2 separate regions of the Mus musculus genome follow, and region 2 is linked to region 1. The links are chromatin contacts, called in public Hi-C maps. All regions are on one chromosome and are shown on one strand. Each heading gives the region's core, a stretch centred on a gene start, on an enhancer-like site or on the middle of the called end of the contact. The rest is flanking DNA. Distances are from core to core; before and after follow the strand shown. Region 1 overlaps Pard3b (par-3 family cell polarity regulator beta). Region 2 overlaps Pard3b (par-3 family cell polarity regulator beta).

The links. Hi-C and Micro-C count contacts between places; a contact is called where the count stands out from the background.
Region 2: a contact with region 1 is called in a Hi-C map of myocytes, with 2.0 times the contacts expected there. The contact joins two enhancer-like sites. A contact is called at or near these places in 4 of 484 Hi-C or Micro-C datasets (the C2C12 cell line, the N1E-115 cell line, liver and 1 more) and 1 of 115 datasets of contacts at active chromatin or transcription factors (trophoblast stem cells).

Annotation. Positions count from the first base shown.
Region 1 is chr1:62,415,937-62,420,139 of GRCm38.p6, reverse strand. The region is part of intron 18 of Pard3b (par-3 family cell polarity regulator beta); the gene reads right to left. Among named protein-coding and RNA genes, the nearest start is that of Gm34881, 110 kb to the left of the region's middle. Within about 2 kb of position 2,404, at least 9 of the 459 cell types and tissues checked have an H3K27ac peak or open chromatin away from gene starts, as enhancers often do. A contact at or near this core is called in myocytes, where this site is marked.
Region 2 is chr1:62,550,034-62,553,873 of GRCm38.p6, reverse strand. All of the region lies in intron 21 of Pard3b (par-3 family cell polarity regulator beta), which reads right to left. Among named protein-coding and RNA genes, the nearest start is that of Gm34881, 26 kb to the right of the region's middle. Within about 2 kb of position 2,218, at least 56 of the 459 cell types and tissues checked have an H3K27ac peak or open chromatin away from gene starts, as enhancers often do. A contact at or near this core is called in myocytes, where this site is marked.

The DNA.
Region 1 (4,203 bases), core at 1,155-3,654:
AGTGCATGATGAGGAAGGTCAAATAAGAGAAAAGGGAAGACACAATGTTTGATTAGATTCAAAGGTGTCATCCTAGACTAATTTCGGAGTCAGTAAATATATGAGTGTCCATGTACACGTTAGTCTATATAAATAGTGGTATTATCTTTGTCTCCAAGGTCTATCTGTGGAGGTGGTCTATAGCCAACAATACCCAGGGAGTGAAATCCTGGAACCAATGTCTCTGTTTTTGTAATGAAACAAAATCAAATAAGTCATCTTTAGAAAAATGATTATTCCTGGGCTGTTCCTGGGAAAAGCAAAATTAATCTACAGCCTTCTGGGCCAACCCTAAAGGTCCTCAGCAAATGTGGGGGGTGGGAAGGAGCCAGTGTGGACTTACACAAGCCATGACCCGGTGTCTTTTGTTCCTCAGACACTTTGACACTTGGTACTCAGAACACGGCCCTTCAAGGAAATTTCTACTTCAGGCCATCTGTAATTAGCAGATCTGTTTTGCATAACTAGATTTTGAGTAGTAAGAATTGAAGAAAGGCAACGCTTAACAGAAGTTGTCATTTTGAAAATTTAATTTTGAGTCTTCTGTATATGATATGCCATAGGCAAATGCACATCCAGACATAATTTTTAAATAAGAGGATTGAAGTAGATTGGCATTTCACTCTAATATCTGCTAACTTGTATCATCATAGGGTTCCAGGATGTTGCCATTTTTTCCTATGTTAATTATTAGGATCATGCACTGTAGGTAAAGAATTAAGCCAATGTTATGAAGGGATTTGGGATAATATAGAAACCACTTACTGAGTTATATGATAAAGTAGCAATATAAGACAGTTGCTGTTGTTTTCTCTTTGCCGTATGCCTATTAAAATCAAACCCTAACTCTAGGATCCTCAGTCACCATGAGCTCTGGTTGTTTCTGAACTCAGCCCTTCAGACTCAGCGCACTGCACGTGCAGAGATCTCACTTAATAATGTTTTTCAAATGCTCAGGTTCAGTGGAGGCCAAGCCCATGAAGCCGAGGGAGGGGGACCTGTATGCCTGTCAGTATAAATCACAGCCATGTGTTTGACTGCATCCAACATTTTTGGGGGTGGCAGGATTTTGAAGCAAAACCAGAGGTGTTTTAATGGATTTGTAGTGAACTTGCTGAATTGCGGAGCCTTCGTGAACAACCATTGCTCATATGCTTCAAATTCACTACAATTTTTCAATCAGAGTCTACGAGAATCAGTACTTGGCCCTTTCACACTCCCTTCTTAGTTGTTGTCCTACCCCTCCCACCCCGCCCCTGCCCCCTCAGATGTATTTTTGTAGCATCTGTTTCAAGACCTTGAAGGTTTCCCATGGTAATGCAGGACTGGAGCCCAGCAATATGAGGACTTCTTTTGTGAAACAGCAACAAACAAAGGAACATTTCTTTCTTATTCTTCTATTTAGGGAGGCAGCTGACGATAGGTACCCAGGTACCAGTACCTAGGTATCCAGTCAGTTCAAATCTCTTGGTTTGAATCACGACCCTAGGACCAGTGGCTTACATAGGCAGGGGGATATACTATGGTGGAAGGATATAATGGGTGTCAGAGGATTTGAACTTTCTGTCCTGGGGTATTGGGAGATCTGCTAATCCTGAGTGTGCTTGTGTTCTTCCTCCCTAATGTCTGGCTCATACTGAAGGATTCGGATGTCTGCCAGCAGATGTGAACAGTTTTCAGGAGGGAGGAGTAGGGTGGCGATTTCTGGGCATATTTTAACTTCAAAATTAGATGACAGCATTGTGATGCCTGGCCTTAATACAAAACCTGAGAAAAAGAACCCCAATTCTGTGGACTCTTAATGTCCTCTGTGAAAGATGAGGTAGGAAGCCATTGGACAGCTGGAGTTGGCAGAGGTGATAACTCCTCCCTAGCACCCAGGGCTTGTCCAGTTGGAGGTACAATATCTCACGCCTGTGCACACAGCCCTCGAGAATCCCTTTCAGTTCTTTGTGACTCTATTTCCCCTGCCCATTGCTGGTCCTCGCTTCTCGGCTCTTCTTTTGACCTAGGTCCTAATCATGGCAATTATACCCTATGGTTAATATTGTCCAGGCTTCTGTGATCACAAAAAGCTCACTGGAAAATGACCCTAGTGCCTTACCCAACTTTAAGTCAGAATTTCTAAAGTCGGAGTGCTGAATGGGAATCTATGTGTTCCCAGAAGGCTCAGGAGAAACACAGGTTTGCAGGTGATTATAGACGCACGGTGTAAGTGGACTGGCCACTCTGCATTCTGTAAACTCCTCTTGGTAAAACATTTTTTAACCAACATTTTAACAGAAGCTTGGTTTTTCTATGGCCTCATAGAAGAGAGCTGTATTTTTTTCTTGTTACCCAGGCCTTTCATAGGACAAGGCATCAGGTTAGCGTTCCGTCAATGACTGTCCGCACTCTTGGTAGACTGGGGAGTATTTGGTCATGAAGGTTTTTCCAGCATTTTTTTTCTTTTAGTTTTCTATTTAAAGAGATTGTTTTCCAGTTTCATTAGAAACCGAAACAAAACAACAAGATAAGGAAAACAAACAGAGCCCCCACCCCACCCCCTTTGCATTCTTTTAAAAGTTTTCCACTTTTAGGAGCCATGTCCTTGGCTCGTGTAGATTGGTAGGCTTGGCCTGCCACCCCCCCCACCCCACCCCCCCGCCCCCAGGCCCTTCTCTATTCCTCCTCTCTTAGATCCAGTCTCTGCTTTATTTTCTGCTGCCTTGGAACTGCCCAGGGCGATTTTCCTTATAATTCTATGCTTTCATGTACCTTTCCCTGATTTCATTTACAGATTTCCCCCCCACCCCCCGCACCCAGTTTTAGGCCAGTTTCTAACTGTATGCCCATAGCCCCTCTCTCCACTGGGCAGCAGTACCTCATGTTGGCAGTGACTGCTACTAGTGGTTTGCCTGGATCCCTTCCCCCCTCCTCCGACCTCATCACTGCCCAGATATTTCCTGTCCTTTCTTGGGTGTCGCCCCACCAAAGCTTGGAAGGGACATCAACACTTGCCTCTTCTATTTCTTAGCTCCCGAGTACTCATCTACCCATTACTTAGTGGGTGAGGTTGGGCCACGGCTGTGGCCTCTGCCTGCTTTGATCTGCAGCTGTCTCCGATTATCTGGTGGCCTTCTACATTACTCAGTTCTCCAACCGTGGTTTCTCATCTTGAAGTAGAGATAATTATAGAAAATGTATCAAAGGGCTATGGAAAGTTAAATGAGATAATAGATGCTAACATTCTTGGGAAAGTGCCCAACCCACAGAGAGTAGTCCAGGAGCCGTTATTCCAAATGTCTGGTTTCATTTTGTGAACGTTCCTAACATAGTGAGGTCAAGAGTGACTGTTGTCCTCCATTTCTATCTGACTCCCTGTGAAAGTGACACATAGCACAGTGTATAATCAATATCCTAAATTACAAACGTGGGAGTTCTTTCTCTCTCAGTTCCTTACTGTTGCCAGGGACTTCTGGCCCCTCACTCTTCTCTCATCCCTGCTCCAGGCCTCTATCCTAGTTTGGTCCTTCTTTATTCCAAGCAGTTGTAACTTGGTGCTCATGCACATGACACCTTGCTGACATGGTCTTCTGACTTCCTATTGCATCTAGAAACAAGTGCGTGTGCTCCAGACTCTGGCCTCTAAGGCTCCGCCCATGGGCCCCCAACCCAGTTTTTCAGTCCCACTTCCTGACACTCTCCTAAGAAGGGAGTGAATGAACAAGGTTCTTGTCTTCATGGTTCTTGGAATCCGGACACTTTTCTAAATTATCCACATTCTTTACGCCTTGTTTCACATGATTTTCACACTGTGCATAAAGGAATACTTTTAATGCACATGTGCAAACAGTTCTTTGTGGGGAAGACCACAGTCCAGGAGAGTAGAGTATCCATTATTTTCACCATCACAAAACAACTTGGAGCATTCTGTATGGCTGTGGAAAAGCATCTCTAGCCACATTATGGGGTTACCTATGTCAACATTTACTACTTATGCCTAATTAGCATAACAGGCCATTAAAATTGTATGTGACATTGAATTTATCACATTGATAAATATCTGAATATTGAAGAAAACTGTTAATCACCTGTGCTCCATCATTTTATGTTCATGCATAATGGACTGTATAGACTTTGAGAACCTAGAAGGAACTCTACTCCAAAACTTTTCTGCTAATT
Region 2 (3,840 bases), core at 969-3,468, 130 kb before region 1:
ATGACCAGTCTTTCCCTCTGTCTCCCTATCTCTAGCTCTGTCTGTCTGCTTATCTCTCTGTGATTGTCTGTCTACCCACATGTGTGTTTGAGTGTGTGTATGTGTGTATGTGTGTGTGTGAGTATGTACATGCATTTGGTCATAAACAAAAATCTCCCCCACCAGAATTATAATACATGATCTCTGATATATTCTATTTTATTCAAATAGTCTAGGAATGACAACAGTGTCCAATTAATTGATCCCATGATCATTTAAGAAGCCATGAGACTCAGTTTGAAAAATGAGCCTTTGGGGCTGATTTAGGTCCTTAACTTAACTGGTCCTGCTGTGGTACATGAATGAGCAAATCTCCAGAGTGAGAGGGTGGACCTCAAGAACAGTCTCATTATTAGACATACTCTAAAAGCTACTTTATATTTGTTCGTAAATTGCAGAGGGTGATTGCTAGATGCAGAAGTTTGCTTTGAGGCGGACTGCCCTCAGAGCAGACATAACGAAAGGCCAAGTACATAAGGGAGAACTTATAGGGATAAAAGCAAATCTATCTTAATTCCTGGTTAACCCACCCCCCACATCTTATACTTCACTTACCGATTTCTTCCTGTATAACTACTCAGAAATATCTCATTAAATGAAATTATGGTTCCTGTCTGCCCTTTTCACTGACATGGACTCCTTATTCACTTCTGAGTCTTTGGAGTCAAGTAAATTTTTGGTGTAAAGTTGCCACTGAATGGAAGCCCAAGGAATGAATGAATGAATGAATGAACGTAACTAAGCAACCAGACACCTTGAAATATGATCTCCAGTCCTAGGTCTAATATGCAAACAAAAGTAAAAACAAGGCTATCATTTTTCCTTAAATGATGCTAGAACATTAATAGATTTTCTTCTTATTTTGAAAATAAAATCTTGCAGAAAACTAGCAAAACCTTAGGAGATTCTAAATGGGAAAGGATTCAGATTTTTGGTGTGCATCAAGGGGGAAATACTGAATGCTGGAAACAAAGTGTTTGCTTTTTCCTGTTTGTCAGCTATGTGGTCTTAGGACTGCAGTTTTTAACTTCACATATCTGCATCTACATCTAGAAAAGAGAAAGTTTTCTTCTGTCTGAATTTGGGAAATGTCAAAAGCAGTCTAAACCCACACCTAAACCACAAACTCCTAGACACAATAGCGTCTCCCCCAAGTCACCAATTTAAGAACTATTTTAAAAGATTTTTTTCCCACTGCCATCCTTCACGTTCATCATGAGACCATGATTTCCTGGTCTGGAATGTGAGCCTCTGATTCCCTCATAACCACACACAGATATAGAACATTGATGCCTATGGGCTGCCTGACCATTTAAACTTGGAAATTACTGTAAAGGGAATTTTTCAGAAAACAGGAAGCTGGGTCTGCAACTGAATAGATGAAAGAGAAAGAACTAACTGGTAGATCTAAGGAACTAAATGAGATTTGCTATTCACAAACAATCTGGGACTCTGGCAATTACTGATGATAGGGGAGTATAACTGAAAAACGGAGATGTCTTCACATGGTTTGGGGGTATCCATTATTACAGGGTGAGCCAGAAGGTTCATTAGAGAAAAGACATCAGATCATGAAGGAAAATATCTTTCTCACGCAACATTTCCTACTGTTTCTCTGAGGGGGAAATTCCAAAGCGTAAATATGTTTATGTGCATATACATCACACATACACATAGACTGAAACATAGACACAGACACATACATATGAGGGGGGAGGGAGAGAGAGGGGGAAAGATAGAGAGAGAAGGGGAGAGCAGAGAGACAGAGGGGAGAGGGGGAAAGAGGGAAAGAGGGAGAGAGGGAGAGAGGGAAAAGAGAGGGGGAGGGAAGGGGAAGGGAAGAGAAGGAGGGGAAGAGAGAGAGGGACAGAGAGAGAGGCAGAGGGAGGGAGGGAGGGAGGGAGAGTGAAAGCGAGAGCGAGAGAGAGAAAATATGAATCTTTCATCGCTTTTGGAGAGTTTGGATGCTGTAGTTGTTGGGCACAATGTACGTTTTCATAGGCATTCATACATCACTCAGTATTCATTGGGCGAATAACCCGAATAACCAACAAAGGATTGAAGAACTGCAAGACGCATGTTTTGCACATGTGCTGCTCCAGTTTTGCTGCCTGAGTCAGGGAGCCAAGTGAGTCAGAGATGACACAGAGCAGCTAAATCATTTGAAAAGTGATTCACAGACTTTCCCTCAGTCTTGAAAGTCGGAAAGGGAATAATTCCTCAGTGACCTGTAGTCACCACATCATACCCTGTCCTTTAGGATCCTTCCCTAGAATGAATGGGAAGGGTGACATGTCAGCCTAGCTGTATAATTCAGTGGTACTAACTTCTGTATGTTTTCATAAACAAAATTAGCATTGTGATTTCAAGGCTCACAATGAAACAGTGTTGGATGAGAGACCTGGGAGAGCTGTAAAGTCACAGATGCTGATGTGTATCACAGCTTTATTCAAAAGTCACCATAGTCACTGGGGGGAATGGCAATTGCCTTAGCCATGGCATTGGCTGTGATACCCACGGCCATCACTTCAGGGTTTTCTCTGATTCCGTATCTTTCCTATGAATCCAAAAGGCAGGCTTTCTATAAATTTTCTTTTTCCCACCATAACATCAGAATAGTTGATATTAAATAAGAACCAAATGTTGTAAAACTTCAGAATGGTTATGACGCCAACGTTTTTTTTTTTTTTTTTTTTTTTTTTTAAAGAAATTACAAGATGGCCACGGTTGTGACCCAAGTGACTTATAGTTAGGAAGACGCCATGACCTACAAGTTCTGCACTGCTGTCAACTTGAAGGGCTGCAAACACCAGTTAGATGGATTTTCATATCTTTTACTCTAAACATCATCTTCTCCTTTTAATTTAGTACCCAAAGTTTATTTTAGGCCTTTTCAGTTCTGTTAAAACAAAACACATCCAACTGATTTTAAACAGCTTTGAGGACTGTTTAGGCAATCTGGAATTCATAGGAGTTTCTGCTATGGTCCCTCCTATATTACATAAAATGGTCATTTCTCCCATTGCAGTAGAAGAAAAGAATGTTATTATTGAGAAGTTGGAATTTTGGGTTTTCAGCATGATCCAACACAAACGGTTGTGGTTTGGGGGAACTTAACTTCTTCTAAACTCGACATCCTGAACTGGAATTAATTGCTCATTAGAGGCAGAAAGGGTTCTTTTTTCACTTGAGTGTAAGTGTAGCATAGAGGGTTTTTTTTTTTTTTTGACATATTATGGAAAAATAATGTGGTTCTGAGCTTTCATTTTTCTGCTTTTTTCTCTATTTAGGTTTGGGTTAGAGCCCGGAGATGGCTAACTTATTTGATTACAACATAAAAAGAATGATTTCGTTTAGACTTTTAAAGGGAACTGAAAAAATAATACCAAACGTGGGTTTTGGTTCAGTCCTGTTGGGTTCCAAAGCAAACTAGGAATGATGAAGAGTCGTTCAGCAGAGGAAGAGAAACAGTTTTGACAGTGTTTAAATATGAGTGCTTAAAGACAGGGGAAACAGGAAATCTTTCCCTTTCTCCCTGCCCCTTACATAAAAAGTATCTAAAGAGCTGCCAGGGGCTGGACTCTCCTTTTCATCTCTTTGCTCTGGGAGTTAGCCCACATTTGAAAATCAGCTTGGTCAATGATTGTGTGGTGATGGAGCAAAGTCTTAGTTTAATCATTTATACAATAGCGTTAAAGATGTCTACATCACAGCATCTTTGTTTGAGATATGCTGTACAAAACTAGGTTGAGTAGGCATTGAATAAACGATGTCATTGTTATCAATAATCTGGTATTGTTT